Regions from separate parts of the Mus musculus genome. Here regions 2, 3, 4, 5 and 6 are each linked to region 1. Evidence: chromatin contacts called from public Micro-C and promoter capture Hi-C data. All regions are on one chromosome and are shown on one strand. The core of a region is the stretch at or near the end of the contact, and the rest is flanking DNA. Distances in the headings are between cores, read along the strand shown. Region 1 holds the start of Itpripl2 (inositol 1,4,5-triphosphate receptor interacting protein-like 2). Region 2 has its middle 27 kb from the start of Nucb2. Region 3 holds the start of Rps13 (ribosomal protein S13). Region 4 holds the start of Sox6os (SRY (sex determining region Y)-box 6, opposite strand). Region 5 holds the start of Polr3e (polymerase (RNA) III (DNA directed) polypeptide E). Region 6 holds the start of Pik3c2a (phosphatidylinositol-4-phosphate 3-kinase catalytic subunit type 2 alpha).

Region 1 (3,938 bases), core at 569-3,068:
ATCGGGTCCAGCCCGCGGGCACCCAAGTCTCGAAGAGCCTTAAGCAGCTGCAGGCACTTGAGATAGCAGGCACCTGGAGGCGCCCGTTCCTGAAGCCAGCCCAGCAGTTTCTGCTCCTGACGTGCTGTGTTCACACCCCACAGAGCCTCGGCGCGCAGGCCACCCGGGAGCTCTGACAGGGCCCCGCTAGGCGAGGGTGGTGGTGGTGGTGCCACAAGGAAGACGCCATCACCCAGGTGGACAGCAGGGATGAGGCGCACGGCCATGGAAAGGCGGCAGCAGCCATAGTCCGTGCGGCAAGGAAGGATGTGGAGGGTGGGGGGCTGCTCCAGACTGCCTGGGGTCAGGCTGACCCGACAGCGACCCTCCAAGCTGTAGCGCACAGTGGCCAAGGAGCGCTGTAGGTGCGCCTGGAACCAGCGCAGTACCAGGGTAGCTGAGAGGTGGCGACGGCCCTGCACATCCACACAGAAGCCTTCAGCGAAGGGTTTGCAGTCGCGATGCCACTGGCCCGTCGAGGCCCCCGATGGCGAGGGTGGTGCCTTGAGGGCGCACACGAAGCAGCTGCGGAAGGCTGGGGTCAGCGAGGGTTCGGTCCCCAGGCTCCGCGGCTCCAGCGCCACCTGCGGCGGGAGTCGCAGTGGCACCAACACGTCGAAGCTGTCGGGTCGGCGGATTTTATGCTGTTCATAGGCGCTGCCCACCTGGATGAAGTCTCCCCGGAAGGCCAAAGCCAGTGCTCCCCCGGTGATGAGGCCTGGAGACCCTCGGGCCCGGCCAGCTTGCACTAGTTCCCCCACAATCCGGCTCACATGTGCCTTGCTGTGACCTAGCACATGCGGCGACAGGCGCACTTCGTGCTCATAGTAACTCTCCAGTAAGATGCTCAGGCCTGGCTCTTGCAAGGATCTGGCTGAGAAGTTGGCATGACCACGCGGGCGGGAAGAGCCTGGCAACAGGCGCTGGCGGATGGCGTGGCGACATCGTAGGAGGATGTAGCCGAGGAGAAGAAGGATGGCCACCTTGAGCAACGGGAAACCGCTGTCTGCGCCGTCGGGGGACTCGGCCCGGGCATCCTCGCTGCTGCGTAGGGCATGGTAGAGGCACACCAGCGCCGTGCACAGCCCGGTCACCAAGGGCCAGAAGACCCGCAGGTTGAGCGTGTACCGCACGGACATGCCGGGAGACCGGGCGGCCCAGGGCGCGAGCCCGGGTGGTGTCCCCTGCCCAGCATGCGCGCAGCGTCCCGGAGGCCCCGAGGCCCCCGTGTCCTTGGCCTTGAAGGAGGCTCCCCGCTCGCAGCGCCGGGGCCAGCAGCCCCGCTGCTCTGCCTCCACTCTTAGCTCAAGTTCCCCTTCCAGGCGCCGCCCGCGCAGCTCGCTCCGGCCCCTGACCGCGCCCTGTCCCTGTCCCGCTCAGTCCCAGCCGCGCTGCCCTGGGCTGGCTTCTGCCCCGGACTCCTACCCTACCCTGGGCGGCCCTCCTGGCTCCGCCACAGCTGTGCACAGGGGCGATCGGCCGGGTTACTCGGGTCCCGGGATTTTCTTCTTTCGGAGGGGAAGGCCGCGCCGGGCAGCCGGGAGGAAATGCCGGAGTCTGGAGCCTCGCGGGGAGGGCGGCCCCCTCCCAGCCTCCGCCTGGTTCGACGTCGGGTGGCCAGAGGGACTTCGGGACTTGCGGGAGACTGCACTCCCGAGGGCTACTCCTGGGCCCCCTCCTGGAAGGCAGAACGGGGAAGGCCTGGTTCCGGGGCGGTGGCTGCATCTGATCCCGCACTTACTGGGAAGTTGCTGGAGGAAGGCTTGCAGCCCCACCGCCCGGCCCTCCCTTCGCCCGGCCCCACCCCCAACGAGTCCCGCTGGCGGCGTGGCAGGCTCGGGCGGAAGTGGCCCCTAGCTGTCTGCCGCTGTGCTGTCTTGTAAACCTCTGTAGAGTACCTACTAAGCACTAGACAGGAGCCTAAGGGCTGGGAATGCAGTTGATAGTGTGGAGGTTCTCTTGCCTGTTATTCAAGCTCACAGTCTGGTAAAACGGGACTACGAACAGAGAAGGGTGGTGATGACTGCCTCTGATCCCGAGGCTGGAGTCATGAGTTCAAGACTAGTCTGGGCTACATAGACTGTCTCAAAAACAAAGATTCCCACCAGCAGATGTTCTGAAAGGAAGCTGAATGAAGGAGTACAGGTTGATCTTCCAAAGGATGATCCTCAGAGTCCTGCCCCAAACTGTAGGGTGTCTGACGAGGTAGTGTTGGATCTGAGACCTGGGAGAGCTGGTGCAAAGCGATAATGATAGTTTTTGCAGGACAGGAGACAGGTTTGATGCCCAGCCTCACCACCTGAGTTTGATTCTCAAACCTGCATAGTGGAGGGAGAGAAGTGTTCTGCAAGTTACCTACCCTCTGACCTCCTCGTATATGCAAGCACACACACACACACACACACACACACACACACACACACACACACACACTTACTTTAAAAAGGAAAGAAAAGAAAGAAAGAACTGTGTTTTGGTTTTGGTTTGCCTTATACCTGCATCAGTCACATGGTACATACTTACTCTGTACTTTAATGCTAATCCATACTGATAAGACCTTAGTGCTAATATCTATTGCCAATAAGTAGTATCTTCTCAGATTTTCTGATACTAGAGTCCAGCCAGGTTCCAAAGATCACCCAAAGTCACACAGCCTTTGCAGAGCTGTGCTTCCATCTAGAGGAGTCAGAAGGCAGGGTGGCCAGGGAAGAGGTCCATGTGTCCTTTGGGCATTTTTTTTTTTTCTGAGTCCTTTGTGAGGACTCTTACAAACCTGGAAAGCCTGCGCTTTTTCATAACACGAAAGTCCCAGGAACAATTTGAATGTATTTGAATAGTCGTCTGTATTTGTTCACACTTATTACACCTTGCTGCTGTATAAGGGGAGCAAGGGTAAATGACTTAGAGCATATGGGATCCCAACCATAGAACCAGGATAGAGGGTCATCCCAGCATTAGTCCAGGAGATCCTGACTGAACTAGTCAGGCTAAGCAGAAGTGTGTGTGTGTGTGTGTGTGTTCACTCACATTTATATGTGAAAGCCATAAGTTAACCTTGGGTGTTATTCCTCAGTGTCATTCCTTGGGTGCTATTCCGCCTTGGGTTTTGAGACAGGGTGTCTCACTGAACCTGAGGTTGCTGTTTCGGTGGCCAGCAGCTCCAGGCATTGGCTTGTTTCTACCTCCCCAGTGCTGGAGTTTCACATTCGGGCCATCGTGTGCTGCTCCTCCATACCTGCCTCCTCCTCACAGAGGTTCTGTGGATGGAACAAGGGTCTTCGTGCTTGTGAGGCGAGTGTTATACTGACTGAGCCATCTCCCCAGCCACTGGATTTATTTTTAGATCCCATGTATGCTGTTGCCAGAGTCCAGAGGATTCCTAGGGTGTCCTCACAAGGTGCCCCCCTTGTGTTTAAGTTGATACCAAGATTTACCACCACACATCCACCCCTTGACAACCTGACACACAGTCACCTTGCCTTATATCACCCTTAACTTCCAAATAAAAACAATAACTAGGTCATAATTCTGCCCAACATGATATAACTAGCCACATACAATCACTAATTAGTTATATATTTTAGACTAGATGGCAATGTCCCTTGAGGGATGCTTAGTCTTTTAGAGTTTCATGACGTAAATATGATAATAATCACTAATATTATCTCAACCTATGTTATATTACATTAGAGAAATGGAAGAAAGCAAAATGTCTGCTTAGTGTATATGTTCATATGTGTTCACATTCTTAGCAAAATACGACAGAAACACTGTGTCCATTATAATCGTGTCTGCAGCTGGTCACGTGGCCTTAGCTGGTATGTATAACTACCTTCCTTGATATTCTGTATTTCCTCCAGTCTCAGTAAGCACTTCAGCAGGTCTTGGCTCTTTTCCTG
Region 2 (3,786 bases), core at 698-3,197, 2.0 Mb before region 1:
ATTTTTAGTTACTATGATTAAAAGATCTATAACACAGCAATGCCTCTAACCTGGAAGCCCAATTGCCCAAGGACAACATTCCTGGAATGCTGGGGGCGGGGGGAACTGTCCATGAAAAATAACAAGCAATGTATTATAGTACACAAGGCCAGTAAACAAGGCTTGGGGTCCCAACTGCACAGGATGTGCTTGATCACACAGAGGTGGGAGCTATGTAGATGTGGATCATCCTTATCCTTGGGGACAGTTGGCCACTGGCCTGCAAGGACAAAAGAAGGAGAAGCTTTGAGCAGGGTTAAGAAGGCCATGAGTACTGGTTGCCTCTGATTGGATGAAAGCAGAAGTATGAAATCTGTGGGTTTTGCTTTTATAAGCCCATGTCTAATATACTTCTGGGCCATTCTCTGACATTCTAGGATTCTAGGGCCTGGACCTGGGCAGTGTCCATCTTCCTGGCCAGTATTTAATAAAGCTTGCTTCAATTTTGGCTCAAAAATTGTGAGCATGGTCTTATTTCCTGGGGCGGAGCTAACATGTCAGTTCTTCCCTTCCACCGAGTGGTCTGTCTCAGGGATGGAACTCATGGTGGTCAGGCTGTCAGGGGAGCCATCTTGCTGACCTCCAGTAGGATATTTCTTATAAAGCGTTGGTGGGAGGCAGGTAGGTCACAGGTGGTTGATTCAAGCTGATAACCCCACGGAAGTCAAAAGAGCAGAGGAAACCCCACAACTCTATTGCTCCCATAGGACTGTAGTCTGACACAACGAGTTGACTAAGAACACTTCCTGTGCTGCAAGGCTTTCTTTTTTTTCACTTCTGCTTTCTCATAGAATGTCAAGGGACAATCCTGTGGATGCTTTCTAGTGACAAGTATCTTTTCTCCTAGTTTCCTTTGCTCAAAGTCCCAGGTATCATAGAGAGAAATCACAGTGACAGGATCAGCCGATCCTATTGTGTCCATAGTCAGAAGAGTTTGTGCATATTAGTGCTTCTCCTTCTGTACAATCCAGGATCCCTGCCTAGGGAATGATGGGACATCCCCCACTACCACCCCAGAGTGGGCAGGTCTCAACACCTCAGTTGACATTCAAAATAATCCCCGCAGGCATGCTCAGAGGCCCATCTTCTGGGGTACTCTAACTTTTGTAAAGTTGACAATACTGACCATTCTCTCTTTCAACTATTCTTTCATTCGGATGTACCCCATCCACCCTTTTCATTTCACGCAGCCAAGTCTCCCCTCAAACTCACTATGTGACCAAGGATGACCTTGAACTCTTCATTCTCCTGTTTCTACCTCCCAAGTGTTGGGATTACAGGTGAGTGCTACAGGCTTGGTAATTTATAGGAAGAATATGAGGGCAGAAATTGCATGTGCGGAGTTAAGATTTAGTCACCCAGCAATGGTAGAGCTTTCAATGTTAGTTAATTGGTGATAATTATAAATTTACAGTAAAAAAAAAAAGGTTGGGGATATGGTTCAGTGGTTAAGAACACTGACAGCTCTTTCAGAGGACCCAGGTTCAATTCCCAGCATCCACACGAAAGCTCATAACTGTCTATAACTCCAAGCTCTGACACCCTCACATAGAGACATACAAGTAGGCAAAACACCAATGCACATTAAAAAAAAAACAAATGAATAAAAATTTACAACAATCAAACTGATGAGGTTGACACATAACCCATGAACTACACACAGAAGGCATACAGGTCAGTTCTGTAACTGAAAACGGCAATGGGAAAGGCAGCCTTGGAGCTTGTCTGAAGGAAAAGCTAAGGAGATCATTTGCATATTGCTGGGATGAAGACCACAGGCTTTTGAGGCAGCTCAAATTCTAGCCTCCTATTTCCAAATAATCTATATTAAACAAGTTACCTAACACCACTGCAGCTCTGTTTCCTCATTTGTAGAGTGGGAATAATGTGTCTGCGGTGTGTTATGAGGATTGAATAAGATCACGGGACTAGCCTGCGTTCTGAGCTATTGTTGGGAAGTTAACAGAAGTTCTCAGCCTTGAGAAAAGTAGAGACAAGATTGCTCTTGAGAATCAGAGGTTAAAGAGCTGGAGATACTTCAACAACTTCCATAAGCCTCTAGGGAAAAGCAAGGTTAGTTAGGATCGGAGAAAACATTTCAAGTACACTTGGAAACCCGAAGAAGAGCCAGTCTCCCAGATAAGGAGGTGACAGAAATAGAGGCATCTGCCTTTGAGTGTGTAACCCCCATGACAGTGACAGTTCCCTGTCAATGACTGAATGAGCCCAGGTCTGTGCATGTGTGTGTTTGCTAGACAAACTCTGGTATTGTTACTCAGATCCACTGCATTTTTCTTTTCTTTTTTTCTCTTTTCTTTTGAAATAACATTATCTCATTGGCTTAGTGCCTGCTGCAAGACAAGTGAAGCAAACGACCTTCAGGCATCTGTCCATTGTCCTTTTATGCCTCTACAGTAACTGGAGTTAAAAAAAAATCCACACCATCTGCCACAATATCTGTAATTATGCAAGAGTGGTACTCACACCTTGGCAGTAACCAACAACTCACTGATTGAACTTAAGACCCACTCAACAAGAGGGAAACCATGCCAGGTTCTGGAAACTAGCCAACAACCCAGAGCTAGTGAAGCCATGGATCTTAGACAAGAACCTACAACCAAAACTTTACTAAGCCAGTATATGCCCTAACTACACTCTAAACATCTGTCTTTATATCCACAATTAAGCGCCCTCCTCATCCCTCATCAAGAAAACTTTTTGCAGCAAATAGAGGCCATTACAGAAAAAAACAACCAATCGGAATGCAGAGAACAAGAGCTCACAGGTACCCAAGCCTACTACAACACAACTCCTGTACTTAAGCTTCTGTACCTTGGGGATCGTTAAGGAAGAGGAGGGTAGAAGGATTGTTAGAATCAGAGTAGTAGGAAGTTTGCTGTGAGACTGCGTCTTCTAGAAATGTCAGAGAAGCTCCACTGAAGTGGAAACTCATGGGTTTGTCAGAAAGTCGTTTGGATGGTGTTTTGCTGGGGCAGACACATGAAGAAATGTTTGGCTGATGTGGACACAGGTGAAGGACTAAGGCAGACTCATGAAGGAACATTTAGCTGAAGCAGACACAGGTGAAAGGATGTTCTGCTAAAGCAAGCTCGTGATGCTTGTGAAGGACACGTGATGAAGGATTCTTTGCTAATGACACATGTAGCAGTGAATTTTGGCTACACTGCTTTGTGCATCTGCCCAGAAGCTAGTTTGGGATCCTCAAATGAAACACACACACACACACACACACACACACACACACACACACACACACACACTAGCTTATTTTTTAAATGCCTTGGCTATCTCAAAGGCTGGGCACTCCTAAACCTTCCACTCCTACTCCAGGCTCAATTGGGGAAGTGGCCAATGGCTCCATTCCTCCCTGTGTCCTACCTGTACATCTCTATCCTGCCCCTGGCCCAGTCATTGGCTGTTGGCATCTTTATTGATCGATCAAAACTCAATTGGGAACAATGACTTTCAGCATCTGGACACGCAGATTCCTGATTGAATCAAAGCATTACAACCAGTCTCCAACAGACATGCATGTACTGATCCACCTTCCATTAAGTAGTTGAGCTTCACTTGTTGGAACTCCATAGAAAGAAAAACACCAAAAAACTTCTGGTGATGTGCTACAGTTTCTTGCCACTTCCTCAGACTTGGGCTGGTTGGCAGAGTGATGTCAGCCATGCTGGTGCTGAGGCAAGACCCATGGAGGAAGAGTGATGTTTCCAGGGC
Region 3 (3,941 bases), core at 923-3,422, 2.2 Mb before region 1:
GAGACCTGCTTGCCTCTAGGTAACATTTCTTCCTTCCTTTCTTTTTCTTTTGGTTTTTCGAGACAGGGTTTCTCTGTGTAGCCTTGGCTGTCCTGGAACTCACTTTGTAGACTAGGCTAGCCTTGAACTCAGAAATCTGCCTGCCTCTGCCTCCTGAGTGCTGGGATTGAAGGCGTGCGCCACCATGCCTGGCTTAGGTAACATTTCAAGAGAACACTGTCATGTGATTATATATCATCCATGCAAGCTTCCCCACTACTATGACAGAGATGAACTGACACTTAGCCAAAAAGGCAAAATGCCTACCACTATTCATTATTTACCATCTAGCTGATTTGCCAACCAAAAACCATATACTTACTATTTCCAATTAGGTGGGAGCACCCGCTTAGTCTTATAGTATCGAGCCAATCGGTGAATTCTGCTCTCTATCAGAATCAGGCGGAATTTAGCATCCTTATCCTAGAAATAAAAGAGATTTAAGAAAACCACCAACAAGTAAAGAAACTAAATAGCTTCTATGGTTAGGTTAAGTTCTTAGGGCAATTTTTTTAAGGAGGCAGGGTATCTTATTATTATACAGAATAAGTTGGTTGTCTTACAATGTGTTAGACCAGGCTGGTCTCAAACTCCAACAATTAAGGGCATGCATCACCAAATCCACAGAGGCAATTTAAACTCCTAGAATAAGGCCCATAGCCACAAACCTACACAAAAGCCCCAGCACCTGGGACCAACTGGATGTAATAGTTTAGGGGAGCTAAAAATCAAACCACCTATTTCTAGGAAACTATCATGTTGACTATTAGCCAGCACCCAGAACCACCTGAGAGGACTCAAGTGCGTTCTCCCCTCTGAAGATCCGCAGCGCAAGTGTCTCGACACAACACCTGGTTTGTTGTCCGCCTTACCTTTCTGTTCCTCTCAAGGTGCTTTCGGACAGCAACAGCTTTCTTAATCAAATGGTAGAGATCCTCGGGGAGGTCAGGGGCAAGGCCTTTGGACTTGAGGATTCTCAAGATTTTATTTCCAGTCACAAAACGGACCTGGGCCACCCCGTGTGAGTCCCTCAGGATTACACCTGAAAAGAGAAACACACTCAAGCACACACACATGCGATAAAACCCTAACAGCCAAACTCCAAATTTCCAGCTCACTCAGACATCCAAGGAAGGTCAACCCAACATGGAAAGTCCTTCTGGTGGAAACTGCGAATGTTGGAACACCATCATCACTGTGAGCTTGCCAGAATACATCTGACCAGAGGAAACAATGTGACTTCTACCTTTATATTTAGTATTAACTTAAAAGCAGCCCAACATTTATTTGTACCTATCTTTAAAACTGCATGTTATTGCTTTTAAACCTCAAATTACTTCAGATCAGCTGAGCCCATTTCACATGATTTTTTCTGCATATTTCTAGCGAACTTTTTATATCCTAAAGAGGATATTTTCCTCCGATGAGCAGTTATTCCCAGACTCAGAAGCCAAGCTACCAGAAACGAGTTATTTCCCATTTGTACAAAGTCAGAGCAGCTTAGAATCAATTCAGTTAGATGTGACTCAATCCCAGACAGCCCTTGCTCCGCTGTGGAAGCAGGAGGAACCTTTTTAACATACGGACTAGACACATTTGTTTCTCGAGAGCAGAAGGAAGAGATTACATCAACACTCACCTATCTGGGAGGGAGTCAGGCCTTTCTTGGCCAATTTGTAAATCTGTTCCTTCACGTCGTCAGACGTCAACTTCAGCCACTACAGATGGAAGAGAAATCGGCCTTAGGATGAGAGAGCACGGCGGCAACCTTCCACTTCGGGTCCCATCCTCCCGCGCACCGATCGCTTCCCACGCCGCCCTCCAACCCTCAGCCTCTACTCACCGTGGGGACGCTACGGCGGTAGGGCAGCGCCGACTGGGACAGGCCCTTCCTGAAAACAGAAGATAGGAAGTAAAGCGGCGGCCCGCGCCCCAAGCAGCCCCACTGTCCCTTCACCCGCAGCCCGCATCCTCCTCTCTCAGCCCCGCGCCCCAGCCCCGCAACCAAGGTCGGCGCCGCGGGCTCACCCGGGAGCGTGCATGCGACCCATGATGGCGGAGGTCTGGCAGCAAAGAGAGAACGAGGTAGGAAACGGCACAGGAAATCAAGCCGCACAGGAAGTGACGCCACTCACCGACGTTTGCTCTCGCGCGGGGGCGGGGCTACATAGTGTGGCCACCGGAGCCCGGGAGACTACGCGTCCCAGAAGGCATGGCGGCGAGGCGGTAAGTGTATGGCTGGGTTGCTACGCCTTGAACTCTTGTCTCTAGTCTTGCTCTTAGCCAGAGCAGCAAGTCTGTCTCTAACATCTCTTCGGAAGTCGCATCTGAGGGGACCTAGGGCGTGCTCGAGTCCTGGGCTGAAGGATTTGGATAAGCTGCGGGTTTCTCAGGGCTCCCTCTGCAGCCCCGAACTCGTGCGGTGTGGGATGATCGCAAAGCCTAGGTGCAGCCGGCGCTTCTCTCTAGATCGTTAATTCTAGGCTTCCGAGCCCCGCCCGGGTCTGTCCTCCTGTCTGCGCGCCTTTTCTACACAGGTCGGAGCGCAGAACCGCTCACCCCCGTCGGAGAAGAGTTGGGAACGAGGAAAGAAGCTTCGAGAAGATGAGGGGGAAAGGGACTACCCCGGGAGTTGGTCTTTTAAGGATGTCCTAGTCCGGTTCACCACAGAGCGTTCGAAGAATGGGTGAATATAACAATTTATTGTAAATGCAACAAAAAACAACAAAGACATGGACCCAAGAAACTCAGATCTACAAGACCCTGTTGACAAGTGAAGCGTGAGAGGTTTGAAACAGTACTGAAATACTGATCCAGTTTTCTTTTTTGTTGTGTTTGAGACCGGGTCCCTCAATGTAGTTTTGGTTGTTCAGGAACTCGCCTTGTAGACCAGGCTTGCTTCAAACACACGTTAAGTCTTTCTGCCTCTGTCTCTTAAAAAAATGCTGAAATGATGATGAAAGGTTTGAGCCATCATGCCCAGCTGCGTTCTTTTAACCCATTACTAGTTGAATTACGTTTTCCAAAACATTGGGAACTTGAACCAAATTTGTATTTATTTCCTGGCAAAGTTGTATTTGATTAATTAACCAGATTCACACTTTTAGCCCAGATATGTGATCCGAACATCAAGCTTGGCTTCAATTCGCAATCCCTAAGCAAGAATACTTCATTTCACTCTAACACATTTGTCCGAATACAAATTTAGGGTTCAATAGTCTTTCTCATTTCCACGAGTCACTCCAACACATCTCACCACAGAAACGTATCAAATACTTCATTGTTTCCACGGGTACCCCAATCCTATCCATCATCTCTCAGGCAGCTTAAGTGGTGTCCCATTATGTATACAATCCATTGTCTGCCTAGTGGTTAGTGGTCTCTTTGTAAATCCCTCTAAATTGTGTGTGTTAAAGATTGATTTATTGATTTATTTATTTAATATAAGTACACTGTAGCTGTCTTCAGACACTCCAGAAGAGGGCATCAGAACCCATTATAGATGGTTGTGAGCCACCATGTGGTTGCTGGGAATTGAACTCAGGACCTCTGGAAGATCTAAATTGTTTTTAAAGACTTTTACTGTGTGAATATGGGGTAAGAGGATAACCTTGTGTAGTCTTTTCATCTTTTTACCTGGCTTTGAATATCAAACTAGAGTTGTCAGTGCACAGCAAGCACTTTTGGCTACTGAGCCATCTCAGGGGCTCTCTTTTTATATTTTCTCCATGTATTTGAAATAAAACCCAAGTCCCTGGCCTCATGTCCTTCCACTTTGCCCTTATTTCTACTCATTCCAAGCACATTTTTTTTTTTCCTTTTTGGCTTTTGAGACAGGTTTCTCTGAATAACCCTGGCTGACCTGGTAGACCAGGCTGGCCTCAAACTCAGAAATTCACCTG
Region 4 (4,309 bases), core at 1,377-3,876, 2.5 Mb before region 1:
GAACCAGATAAAAAATAAACAATAACAAAAAAAACCTTCTCTTCCTGCCATAGTAAGAAATGTGGAAGGGCAGAGGAGAAAGAGGTGTCAGTACTCATGAAGTGACTAAGGGTGTCAGCTTGCCTGAGGAAATACCTGGTCTCTTCCTGGTATCCAGTCCTGATCACTTCATGTCTTTGGCCATAAACTAGATCCAATGACTTCTAGTGCACACTGGCTTTCAAAATGTGAACCATTTAGTGGAGTGTTTCCTTTTCTTAAGAACAGGAGCAATATAACATTTCTTATAAGGTCTCTCAAATATTGAGAAGAAATCTACATGTCATTGTGCCTCTCCACATGCTCATGTATGTGCATACAACAAAGACCCTCTGGAAAATGCATCAATAAAAATTCCCAGGCTGAGAGAACAGAAACTTCAGCTCTAACCTTGGTCATGCTATAAGAAAAGACTGTACTGGCTTCCATCGAAGCAAGAGAAACTTAGTAAGCCCCAGCTTCTCATCACAGAACCCCTGCTGCTGAGAAAGCTAACTGTCCCACTAGACCTGTGCAAGGTTTCGGGGAAGTGTTTGCTCATTTGTTTTGAAATTACAGAGAATCTTTCCAGTACTATATCTGAGAGACCTAGAAGCAAGGGAAGAAGGCAAATTGATGTCAGTGCCTAATTCTGAGTGCTGAATTCCACAGCGAGTGCCCAGGGTGGCAGAGGGATGACAGAGGAAAGGTCATGTTTGAAGCTGCACAAGTCTGGTCTGCACAGGGCCACAAGCCTTAAAGCTGGCCTCAGGCTAGGATGTCCCGGGAAGCTCAACAGGAAACTAGCATCCATCTGAGCAGACAGGGAGACAAAGCTCTGCTCTAAGAACCCCAAGCTGAACAGGAATGAGAAGGGAAACAACAGATCTGCCCAGCTCCCAGGTCCACTAGCAGCCCCAAGCAACTAGGCCTGAAGCGGGAGCAGAAACTACAATCAGGCACTGACACTAAATTATTGTGATAGACCTCTGAGAGTGGGGGAAGCAGGGAGACAAGTGAGCAGATCTGAAGTCTCTTCCCAAGCCAAGTCACACAGTGCCAAGACTGGCTGATCCCAATAGATGAGTGCACACAGAGTGTTTGAGCAGATTCTCCAGGGCAGCATGTGGGTAGGATGTGGCCAGGTTTGTTCTGTTTCCCCTTTCCCCATCCAGTCTGCAACCTGCCGCTGATGTTGGGTACCTTCTCCTAACCAGCACTTGCCCCTTAGCTGAAAACTACGAAAAACTGGAGAAGGAGAAAAGGCAAAAATCAAAAGCGAGATTTCATGGTCAGTCTTCCTAGCCAGGGCCTCTCCAGGCTCTCCTGGCCGGTTAGGCTTCCCTTGGGAATCCTGTAATCCAGAGCTGAACTGAGCTACTCAAGTCAGCCAAGCCCGTGCCTATGGGCCTTGGGGATGAGGTGCTGAGTACGCAGGCTAATTATACATGTGGCATTTGGGCAGCCAACTGTCCAGTTGACACCTTACCTTATGAGGAAGCGTCCTCCCCACCAACTGTTCAAAACAAAATGCCATCTCGGGATCAGCTTCGCCTGCTCTGGGCCGGTTCAGGGTTCCCTCTCCTACCGCCTCTCGCCTCTCCAACCTAACACAAGAATGTGGCCTAGGGAGGCCAGTCGCAGGCAGGCAGGCCCGCCAGGGTTGGGGGGACAGGCGGGGCGGGCCTTGCCAGGTGTCTGTCCTGTCCCCCCTCACTGTGGACCAGCTCGGGAACGTAACCACTTGACCTTTTTATTCACCGAACCCACCTTCTAGAAATAGACTGGGCGGGGCTGTGTCTGTTCTCGGACCAGGGGGAAAACCCGGACATGTGACTACAAAGGACAGAAGAGAGGAGACCCTGGTGGGCGGGGGGAAGGGGCATTCTCTCCACTGGGTTGCTGGCTGGGCGGTTCCGTGAGGGCCAAAAGCCAAGCCACTGGAGTTCACCCTGGAGCCCAGCGTCCAGGACCGAGAAGTCACCAGAACTCCCTCTCAGACATTGAAACTGGAGGTCCGGAGCCCAATCTATTGTGCCGCTGGGACAGTTTCGGACTATCTTGAGACTGAAACTTCAAGTGCGGCCCTTACAGGAGGCAACTCGCAGAAGCAGCCTAGAACAGCCCATCTTGCTAACTAGCAGCCCTGCCAGCCCAGTAAATGACTTATTTTAGACCACAAACTGGAGTCGCTGCCGATAACTGGTCATTCACACAAACAAACATTTTCAAACTTGGTCAGAGTCAGACAAGCTTAAATAAAACTCATAATACGCCGGAAACGACCACCTTTTATCTATCCGAACACACCAATTCTTTTTATCTTAAAGCTGCGCGGACCCGGAGCCAGTCTGTCCTCCGCAGAGCCCGGCCGTTCCTTTGCATTTGCAGCAGTTCAGCCCCAGCAGCCTTTGCACAAACCCGGGTCCTTCTTCGTACTGCCCTTTAAGGGAGAAAGCCGAAAGCAGCTCCCCCGGGGCAGGCGAGCCTCGCCAACACCGCCTCCCGCCCAGGGCCCAGCCGGTGCTCCGAACATCGGCCCGCAGCGGGCAGCCAGTAGCGGGCCGGGCAGAGAGCCTAGAGGGACGAAGGTTGCGGGTCAGGCTCTGAGCCGAGGGTGCCGGCTGAAGCGCAGAGGACCTGGAAGCCGAACCCGCGCGAGCCTTACGGGGCTGTCCCTCGCCCACGCCGTCAGCGGGCCAGCCTGCGCAGCAAGCGTGCTGAGCAAAAAGGACCACCGTTGGGTTGCAAACTGCCTTGGAGTTCGGTTTGTGTACTGCTGAGAGGACCATTAAAAGTAAAGTGCAATAGTGGAGGGAGCAAGGGGAACTGGAACTCGAGCGTCCCGGGAAAGTCGTGGGAAGCCCCGGTGGTGGAGGGCGAGGAGGGAGCGCGCGGCTTCTAGCCACCCGGGTTTTCTTTAATCCTCCGGGTAAATTTCACCCCTAGCGCGGAGAGCTACGAAGATCCTGGAGTCCCGCCCGCCCTAGGCCAGCGTCAACCCCACAACTAGCCAACGATCCCAGTCCGAAATGGGGGAGGTTCAGAAGCCCTGCGGGTCCTCCCGGCCCCTGAGCCACAGCCTGGCTAACACTGACGCCTCTTAGAACTGCGGCGGCGCAGTCACACGGCAAATCGACACTTTTCAAGAAAACAAAATATTCATTCTCTAACAAAACTAACTTCGCATTGAGTTTCTATTGGGGGAGAGGGGTTAACTCGGCCCTAAAGGAAGCCCGTTTTGTCCAGGTTAGATTTTGTCTACTTATGGATCAGCCGTTGGGTGAGGGTTTAATTTATGGCTTATGCATTCTTTTAAGGTCGATTTACATGACCTCCGGCTACAACTAAGATTGCCGAAGAGGGCACTCCAGTCGTCAGTCGGCCAAACCCACAATTACAACAGCCCTCCCCCACCTTCTGTGGCTCAGACTCCCCTGGCAATCTAAACTGTTCTCTCTCTCTCTCTCTCTCTCTCTCTCTCTCTCTCCCTCTCCCCCCTCTCCCCCCTCTCCCCTCTCCCCTCTTCCCCCTCTCCCCTCTCTCCCCTCTCTCCCTCTCCCCATCCTTTCCTCCTCCACCTTTCTCTTGTTTCTTCTTTTTTATGACTTTACTTTTTGATATTATGAATAACATAAAATATCACTTTGAAAGTTTCGCTAAAACTTTCTCAAAACCCAAGCAAGCATGCCGCGATGAAAGATCCAGTGTTCACAAAGCCCTCAAGATGTTGCCCTCTTGTGGGTACAAAGGGCATTGCCATCCAAGAGCCCCATCTGAACCCTAAGCTGGAGAATAGAAAGAGCGAGGGAAAGGGAGAGAGGGGAGGAAGAGGAGAGAGAGGGGAGGGGGAGGGAGAAGGAGAGAGAGAGAGAGAGAGAGAGAGAGAGAGAGAGAGAGAGAGAGAGAGAGAGAGAGAGAGAGAGAGAGAGAAACACTAACACAACACAGTAGGCACACCAACTTCTTCCATCCCACACTTGTGCGAACTTCCATGAAATACCTACCTCGAACTTTACGGAGACTTAACAATTCACTCTCTAAGCCACCTGACTTCTTTTTCATCTCATTCCCACTTCTATAGATTATCTACTTGGGGAGGCGAAGGTGGAGGAATTAGGTGGGCCAAGAGGGCAGACAGATTTCCGGACGAATACTTGCGATGGCGATAACACTTCTGCTGTCAAAGGTGGCTTTGGCTGTCTCTCCCTGCCCTTTTGCCTCGGTGTCCTACGCACAGTTATCTGCGGCTACAACATGTGTTTTCTCGGAGTGATTTGGGGAAGGGGTG
Region 5 (3,734 bases), core at 285-2,784, 2.4 Mb after region 1:
TGATTCTTTTTCTATCATGTGGGTCCCAGGGATTTTTACATGCTTTTACACGCTTAGCCATTTCGAAGGCCTTACTTGTGTAACTTTTAATAAAAATTATGTACACAAGAAAATAATTGGAAGCAAAATGCCATATTGGCCAGGTGCAAGGCTGTAATTCTGGTACTTAGGAAGTGCAGGCAGGAGGATCAGAAATTCAAACTCATCAATGCACGTAGTTCAAAGCCAGCCTGGGCATTGTGAACCTTAGTTTAAACAACAAATGAATATGTATGCATGTTCAAATGTAAATGCAGAAATGAGTTTAATTCTAGGTGGTGGAAATATGGGGTGTGTGTGACTATTTTTTTTTTCATCTTTTTCAGTGTTTTAAAATATCTAGGGCTGGTGAGATAGCTCGGTCAGAAGGTAGGTAAACACACTTGCCTCGAAGCCTGACAACCTAAGACGCCCCCACAGGGTGGAACAAAAGAACTTATTCATCAGGCAAGTTGTCCTCTGACCTCCACGGCCCGCCCCCGCCCGTTCCCCACTCCCAAACAAATAAATAAAGTAAACGTAAAAGTCTGTATGGGCATATTAACATGCAAAGATACTTAAAAATAAAGTCTGGTTAAAAACAAAAGCAAAACAGAAAATAAATCAAAAGTATAGTGAAAAACCAGCCAGCTGTATATCTCTATGTGTTACTGTGTTAATATTTATATACCAACCCATTCACAATATGAACAAAACTATTTTCTATGGAGATAAACATTGACAGCAAAAGAGCAGAAAGGATGTACAATCAGCCAATAATGCTGGGTACTAGGAAACTAGAGCAAGTCAAAGCTCGAAGAATCTTATTTTGAATATTACAAAGAATATATTTTATCTGCAAAGTTTTAAAATTGTTTGTGTACTAAAAATTTAAACACGTAAATTTTCAGATAGAACTCTGCAGACCTGGGGTTACAGTTCAGCTCTGAGAGCTTGGTGAAAGTTACTGACAGAACCAGACATCGAATTCGGGTTTTTGAGTGTCTGAGTGGCTTAACCTGACACCTTAACCAACTGACTCAGAACGCAAAATAAACTATCCTTTGCTTTAAAACTTATTTGGAACAAGCTTGCATCTAAATACTTTTATTTCAATAAGTGGCATGATGATAATATTGTTTATGGCAATTTCTATCGGCAGGAAATAAAATAAATAAATATAACTCCAAGAATCGAAAGAAAATATACGTGTCAATCCAATAAGTAGCTTCTTAGAAAACGACGTCAACAGCTGGGTAGTGTGGCCGAGCGGTCTAAGGCGCTGGATTAAGGCTCCAGTCTCTTCGGGGGCGTGGGTTCGAATCCCACCGCTGCCAAGGCAGGCTTTTTCTTTTGTCTCAGCGTCTTTCGCTCTAGGTTCCTTCTGCGAGCGCAGCGGCGACCCCTGCTGTCGATGTGCGCTCTCTGCACCACGAGCAGCTCGCCGAAGGGGCGGTCCCGCGCGCGCCGGGGCGGGGCATTGTGGGTAAGAGGAAGCGCGAGGGCCGGCCCCGCTCCCCCCACGTGTCCGGCGGAGTTTCTCCAGCAGGAACATGGCCGCTGCCTGATAGAAGACCCGGCCGCCGCCGTCTCTGCAGCCCGCGGGTCCCTGGGCCGTTCCGCCGCCCGCGCGCGGCCCCGGCGGAGAGGTGAGCCCCGACTCGGCAGCCTCGGGATCCGGGTCGCAGCCGTCGCACTCGCTCGGTGCTCCGGGCCGCGCTGCTGACTAGGCCAGACAGGCCCCCGCCGCTGCGTGCCGAGGGGCCGCGGCCTCCCGGGACCAGGGCAGGGCGCAAGGTGGCCGCCCGGCTTTCCAGGCCGCCCCGGGCCTGGGTCGCTCCGTTCGGCTGGACGGTGGGGAGACGACGGCGGTGCGGCCCGCGCTGACTCAGGCTTCGGCCGCGCTGCCCCGCCCGGGCCTGGCTCCCGAACCGCACCTGCGAGGGCACTGGTGCCCGGTGGCGTGGCGGCTTTCGGAAGAGTGGGAAGGGCGCCTGAGCACCGGCGACATGGAGAAAGCCACTGGACTCGGGGCCGCCTGCATGGGCAGGGGTCGTTGAACCTGGTCAACTCTGCTTAGCCCGAGCGGGCCCGGGACGCCTCATTCATTGATCTGTGTTTAAGCAGAGTGGCGACTGCTTCGTGGACCCGGGGACCTTCCAGTAACGGGGGATGGTGCACATACCGGGTCATCCTGGAATATTGTTTTAGAGTTCCTGGGTTTGGGAGCGAAAAGATAAGATCATACCTTTATCTGTGAAATGGGGATATGATTCCCGTGCTACGGTGTTTTAATGAGTGTAAGATGGGTGACACTCCTGCTTCTTTCATTTGTGGCTGTCTTGTTCGGTCTTATATTGGAAGAAAACATGTTGCCACGTAGCAACAGTCCTTCTAGGTTCGCCTTATCCCTTTGAAGCCGGTGTGTGGTTTAAAATAGGAAAGGACCCAGGGTTATGCAATTCACGTCGCTAATCAGCTGCTATATTGAAGAGGTAGGATTTGAACCTGTAAGGTTTTGCACGGCAGTCCAACCTCTTAACCACTACACCATACTGCCTTTTACCAAAGAGATGTGCAGCATGTTAGTTAAGAATAAAACCAAGGCTCTTGGCATCAGCTAGATTTGGATTTCTTTACCTGTTTTCTTGGGGGGCTGTGACCTTGGGTAAACCAATTCGAAGTTGGGCACTATAAATTTTGATTTGCACAGCTAATGAGAAGAGTATTATTTGGTACTATATTGATGCCTGGCATCATTAATATTTGGGAGAAAGAACTGTGATTTTTTTTTTTTAATTTTAAAAGTAATGATCCCATAACCACGACCAAGTATAATTATTATCTCCACTTAATGGTCCAGGAATGTGAAGCATAGAGAAGCCTTCGTAGAGTTTAAAGTCTAGTACAGAGGACAGCTAACACCTGACCAGCAAGCAGATCAGGAAGTTCCAGCTTAGGACCATTCAGGAAATAAGGAATTATGCTTGTAATGGAAGGGGCTGGAAGCGGCTGTTTCAGTTGAGTTGTCAGGGAACACGTCTAATCCTGGAAGGACTGGCAGTGGTTACATATAAGGAAAATGAGCATCCAGAAAATGACTTGGTGAGCCGGGCAGTGGTGGCTCATGCCTTTAATCCCAGCACTTGGGAGGCAGAGGCAGGTGGATTTCTGAGTTCGAGGCCAGCCTGGTCTGCAGAGTGAGTTCCAGGACAACCAGGGCTATACAGAGAAACCCTTGTCTTGAAAAACCAGAAAAAAAAAAAAGAAAATGACCTGGGATTGTTGTGCAGAGTGTCCTCAAGGATGCTTGGGGCTTGGCCTGTTAGAAGTTCAGTAATTGGTCACTAGGCCATGAGGAGATGCTTATGTGGAGACAGGGGTAAGATCGTGTAAGGGCTTAGGGGTCCATGGAAGGATTTGTTTTATGGGACAGTTGGAGGGTTGGGAGCAAGGCAGCAATGCTATAGTAGCATTGCTACTGACAGTCACAAAGAATGGCAGTCTCTTGAGCATTGGAGATAGGAGGGTGGAGCTAGGGAAGCCTTTTTGTTTGTTTTGTGTCTGTAACTTTTTTTTCCAGATGAGGCTTTGCTATGTTATAGCCCAGGATGGCCTCAAACTTGTTATCTTCCTCCCTCAGCCTCCCAAGTGCTGGAATTATAGGCATGGGTCACCACAGCTTGCTTTGGAAGCTTGGATTGTTGACAGGTCAA
Region 6 (4,215 bases), core at 69-2,568, 2.0 Mb before region 1:
GGAATCTGTGGAGGTGCTGTATTTATTATGTATCTATGTTAAAAATCACTTTGAAACTAAGTTTGAGTTAACAAATATCTCTCTCTCAGTTACAATGCTTTTCAGTATTCAAAACACTGAATGCCAAACTTGCAGGCAGTTTCAAAAACTTGAAAATTTCAACCAAGGCACTTCAGCGTGGTCTGTAACCTTGAATAACCAACTCCAATTACAGCAGAGCTACTTAACAGTTTCTCGTGGAGAAAGAACCATCAGGGAGGCAAGAGTACAAAGTCTTCCCTGGAACCAGTGTTCCAGGACCTCTGCGCAGCCTCTCTTCCCGAACACTACTTCACCAACCCCCTAAGAATAGCCTTTTATTTTCTGTCCTTGGCTTGAGATGTACCACATTCAGTGATCTCCCCCCCCCCCCGCCCCCCGCCCCGAAGGCAGTATTCTTCCTGACACCTACCTGGAAAGATTTAGGGATACTTTTTAAGAAGTAATCTTGTTCAAACAGGGATGCTTCCTTCGTGTCACTGAATTCAAACACCCACTGGCTAAAATAAAAATATACTAATTAGGACTTCACCTTCTATCAGGACAACACGGTGAAAGAACTACCGTATACACTCCCCTCCTCTTCAATTATTCCTTGTTCCTCAGTCACGCAGGAAGAGTTAAATATTCTTACTTTAATGCCCTAGCAGAAAGATGATGCACTAAATATACACAAATATCATTGCGTTCCCAAAGCAAGCAGTTTCTGGATTTTTGTTTTAAGGTAACGAGGTGAAGGGTCTCAGAAGAAAAAGAACCACCCGAGGCTCTAAAAACCGAGCTGGGAGAGGAGAAGGAAGAGGCCATAGCAGAAGTTCAACAGCCACTCTCCAGAACAGTCGGGACAGGAGCCTGGGACCGCCACCGCGGCTCCCTCGCTGTCCCGGGGGACCGTGGGGTGGCTTCCCCTCCCCCGCCCCCCGAGGGACAGCAGCGTCCGGCGGCCCGCGACAAAGGGGCCTGGCGCGGGGCGCTGGCGACCGTCGGGTGGGGGACGGGGCCCCGAGGAAGGAGTCAGAGAGGATGGAGTGACCAAGGGGCACGGCGGCCGGGTCCCTCCCCTCTGAGTCCCTCGGCGGCTGCGCAGAGCCAGGTCCCGCTCCGCACGCACCGGCAGCCCCTCACCTCACGCTGCGGGAGTCTTGGTCTTCACCGCAACCCGAGCCTTCGCGCCCTCCAAGGTCCGAGCCATGTTTTTCTCCCGCCTCAGCTGGCTCAGCCGGCCGCTGAGGAGAGCTTCGACTGACTCCGCGGCCAGCCGAGCTCTGCACGTCACTTCCGATGGTGCAAGCACCGCCCCCGTACTTGAGCGCCTTGCGATTGGCCGACGCGGATGGCCTACCTGAGATGGCGGGCGGGGCGCAGGCGGAGCCTGAAAGGCAGCAGCGGGGAGGTTGCGGGATGGAGTGTGGTTGCCCCGGGGAATGGGTGTCTTAGGCGCGGCCGGCCGGGGGCCTCTCGGGGAGGCTACCCCGGGACTCCTCCTGGCCGGCCTCGAGCTCCGAAGCGCCCTTTGTTCCCGGGCCCTGTCCCAGCACCGCGCGCCTCTGATCTCTGGCTTGCGGTTGCCTGGTTTGAGGTTTTGGCCCCAGGCCGCCCAGAGATTAGCTTGGTTTGGAAGACAGAAAAGAACAGTCAAGACGAAATCTTTCATTCCCTCCAGCGGTCGGCGAGCTCTCGCGGACGTTCAGGTGCTTCGAAGTTTGCATTAGCTCGTCGTGTGGGCCCTGGAAAGGGCTGGATGCGTGCGTGCGGCGTTCTCGCCTTGGTGTTTGCTGACAGCCCCGCCGCGGCCAGGTGGGCAAGGTTAGCCCGGTAATAACAGCGCTCGGCCAGACATCACACCCAGGCCCCATAGTAATCATACCTTTCTCGTGAGCGCGGACTGCAATTGGGCTTGTAAAGAGTTTAGCGCTCTGTTGTCTGATTCAAAACTGTGAAGCAGATGGGAGAATTATTCCCGTTTTACAGATTGCAAAAGACGACTGTCGGTAACTGTCGGAGGAGAGGAATGGCAACGTAAACTGGCAGAGTCTGCTTGGGTTTTGGGATTTCGAAGTGTATTCCCAGCATTTCCCCCTTTCCTTTAGTAAGGGAGGAGAGACCTCTGATCCTTTTGGTTTAAATAAACACGCTTGCACTTCTAGAGGCTGGATGAAGTTCTGCTTTAAGGGGAAGCGGGAGAAGGGGGCAGGGAAGGAGGGCAGGGAAGGGAATATGAGAATGTGGCATCTTCCTGTAGTCCAAGCTGAAGCTAAGACAGGAGATTACTCTAAAGCTCAGCAGTTCAGGACCTGTCTCCAAAAACAAACAAACAAACCTAGCTCAGTGGTAGTGCACCTAAGTAGGTTTAGTCTCCAGCACTAGCTGAAAGCAAAAGGAAAGGCTATTCTAGGGAGAAGTCTAGGAGCAACTTCTGGCTGTACCACCCTCCCTCCCAGCCCCTAGCTGTCTACTAGCCCCACCTCCACGCAAGCTTACACACCCCAGAAGAATGTCCCTTAGGAATCTGCTCAGCTCTACAGCATTGTTCTGCTTTATCTTCTCATCAAAGGAGGAATTTATACACTTGGCAGCTCTTCCTCAAGATTTAAAAGGGTGAGGAAAAGGAATTCTCTCAGGACTGGCTTCCTACCTTCTGCTGGAAAACAGAGTGTGCCTTTAGGAAAGAAAAGAAAACACTGAGTCTTATGGGAAGATAACTTGGTGTTCTCTCTCTCTCTCTCTCTCTCTCTCTCTCTCTCTCTCTCTCTCTCTCTCTCTCATCTCTCTGATCGAGAAAGGGAACTATCTTCTTTTGGTCCCTGGTAGCTTATGCCCTCCCTGGTTTGACTCAAACAAATCCTTGTTGAAATTCTGGCTTTCTCATTTATTGTGGCTTTTGTATGGCCCCACAGGTAGGAAGTGCAGTAGACTGAGAAGCTGAAGACTTAGGTAGCTTCCAATTGCAAATTGTTAGGTGTCAAGAAGCTGGGCTAGGAGCCCCCTCTCAGCCCCTCCTCTGCCTGGCAGTGGTGCCTGCCGATGGTTGTTAAACAATGTGAACAGACTTGTAAAGAAAGTGCAAACCATGCTTGCTGTCCTTTGAGACCGATTAGACACTAGCTAACAGCTACTTTCTCCTACTGGCTTCAATTTTAAGACTTGATAGTAAAAAGGAAAAAAAAAAAAAAGAATTAAGGGGTTGCATTACATTTAAACTGCTCCAACCATAACTTCCCACAGAGAACTTCATGGCATAGCCAATACCCCCAAACTTCTTCCAGTACCAAGTACGAAATAGGGACCCTTTCTCTTTTACCATATATAAAAAGAATGGCTGACATTTATGGAGCATTTCCTGAAACCAGACCCTGTTCTTTGAATTGCATTACTGAATCCCACCCACAACCTGAATGAAAAGGGGCCATTATGTCCTTGATTTATACTTGAGCACTTTGAGGACCAGAGAGAAAAGCAATTTTCCAAAGGCCACCCAGCTATTAAATAAAAGTCCAGGGTGATGCACGCCTTTAATCCCAGCACTCGGGAGGCAGAGGCAGGCAGATTTCTGAGTTCGAGGCCAGCCTGGTCTACAAAGTGAGTTCCAGGACAGCCAGAGCTACACAGAGAAACCCTGTCTCGAAAAACCAAAAAAAAAAAAAAAGAGTCCAAACCCAGATCTTACTACTTAGCCCAACCTTTTTAACCCTCTCACTGCCCTTAAATTTTAACAGGAGAGCTTTAAAAGGCCATCAATAACTAGGCATGGTTGTGCACCCCTGGAAGTCCAGCACTCAGCAAAGGCAAGTAGATCACCAAGTTGACCAAATAAATCCTTTGCATGTATATGGAGTCTCTGAGTAGCACAGTGACCCACACCTATAATCCCAGTACTTGGGAAGTAGAGGACAGAGTTGAATAACTAGGCCACACAGTGAGACTCTTATGTCCAAAAATAGATGTACCCCAGTGGCCTATCACTTGCCTCCGATGTATAAGACTCCGGGTTCCAATCCTGACTCTAGACTCCTTAGAAATCATCAACTATGGCAAATAACATTGACACGGATAAGTGACACTCAGAATAGTGAATTTGTAAACCATAAAAGTTTGTGAAAGGAATCAATGCTTGCCTTAATCCAAAAAGGGGACTGGGTGTTGAGGGAGCATATGCTGAGCCCTGACCTTCTGTAG

The links. Promoter capture Hi-C pulls out the DNA fragments that hold promoters and counts their contacts. Hi-C and Micro-C count contacts between places; a contact is called where the count stands out from the background.
Region 2: a promoter capture Hi-C map of pre-B cells shows a contact between it and region 1, with 2.8 times the contacts expected there. The contact joins the enhancer-like site here to the promoter of Itpripl2 in region 1. A contact is called at or near these places in 5 of 39 promoter capture datasets (the 3T3-L1 cell line, the C10 cell line, embryonic stem cells and 2 more).
Region 3: a contact with region 1 is called in a promoter capture Hi-C map of 3T3-L1-derived adipocytes, with 4 times the contacts expected there. The contact joins the promoter of Rps13 here to the promoter of Itpripl2 in region 1. A contact is called at or near these places in 6 of 39 promoter capture datasets (the 3T3-L1 cell line, 3T3-L1-derived adipocytes, the C10 cell line and 2 more) and 1 of 115 datasets of contacts at active chromatin or transcription factors (large pre-B cells).
Region 4: a contact with region 1 is called in a Micro-C map of embryonic stem cells, with 8 times the contacts expected there. The contact joins the promoter of Sox6os here to the promoter of Itpripl2 in region 1. A contact is called at or near these places in 2 of 39 promoter capture datasets (cranial neural crest and embryonic stem cells), 1 of 484 Hi-C or Micro-C datasets (embryonic stem cells) and 2 of 9 other capture datasets (adipose tissue and liver).
Region 5: a contact with region 1 is called in a promoter capture Hi-C map of the 3T3-L1 cell line, with 4 times the contacts expected there. The contact joins the promoter of Polr3e here to the promoter of Itpripl2 in region 1.
Region 6: a contact with region 1 is called in a promoter capture Hi-C map of cranial neural crest. The contact joins the promoter of Pik3c2a here to the promoter of Itpripl2 in region 1. A contact is called at or near these places in 4 of 39 promoter capture datasets (the 3T3-L1 cell line, cranial neural crest and hippocampal neurons).

Annotation. Positions count from the first base shown.
Region 1 is chr7:118,490,157-118,494,094 of GRCm38.p6, forward strand. It overlaps Itpripl2 (inositol 1,4,5-triphosphate receptor interacting protein-like 2), which reads right to left and starts at 1,819. Exons shown (of 1, transcript NM_001033380.3): 1 at 1-1,819. The coding sequence starts at 1,178.
Region 2 is chr7:116,475,719-116,479,504 of GRCm38.p6, forward strand. No RefSeq gene overlaps it. Among named protein-coding and RNA genes, the nearest start is that of Nucb2, 27 kb to the right of the region's middle. Within about 2 kb of position 1,948, at least 51 of the 459 cell types and tissues checked have an H3K27ac peak or open chromatin away from gene starts, as enhancers often do.
Region 3 is chr7:116,332,018-116,335,958 of GRCm38.p6, forward strand. It overlaps Rps13 (ribosomal protein S13), which reads right to left and starts at 2,173. Exons shown (of 6, transcript NM_026533.3): 1 at 2,068-2,173; 2 at 1,883-1,931; 3 at 1,679-1,757; 4 at 912-1,081; 5 at 362-462. The coding sequence starts at 2,090. Snord14a (small nucleolar RNA, C/D box 14A) reads right to left here and starts at 1,240; the gene lies at 1,154-1,240. Gm10589 (a long non-coding RNA gene) reads left to right here and starts at 2,152. Exons shown (of 2, transcript XR_869889.2): 1 at 2,152-2,265.
Region 4 is chr7:116,029,353-116,033,661 of GRCm38.p6, forward strand. Sox6os (SRY (sex determining region Y)-box 6, opposite strand) reads left to right here and starts at 2,627. Exons shown (of 2, transcript NR_152104.1): 1 at 2,627-2,815; 2 at 2,968-3,198. All of the region lies in intron 1 of Sox6 (SRY (sex determining region Y)-box 6), which reads right to left.
Region 5 is chr7:120,916,244-120,919,977 of GRCm38.p6, forward strand. It overlaps Polr3e (polymerase (RNA) III (DNA directed) polypeptide E), which reads left to right and starts at 1,535. Exons shown (of 21, transcript NM_025298.4): 1 at 1,535-1,667. n-TLaag4 (a tRNA gene) reads left to right here and starts at 1,274; the gene lies at 1,274-1,355.
Region 6 is chr7:116,442,140-116,446,354 of GRCm38.p6, forward strand. Pik3c2a (phosphatidylinositol-4-phosphate 3-kinase catalytic subunit type 2 alpha) reads right to left here and starts at 1,319. Exons shown (of 33, transcript NM_011083.2): 1 at 1,165-1,319.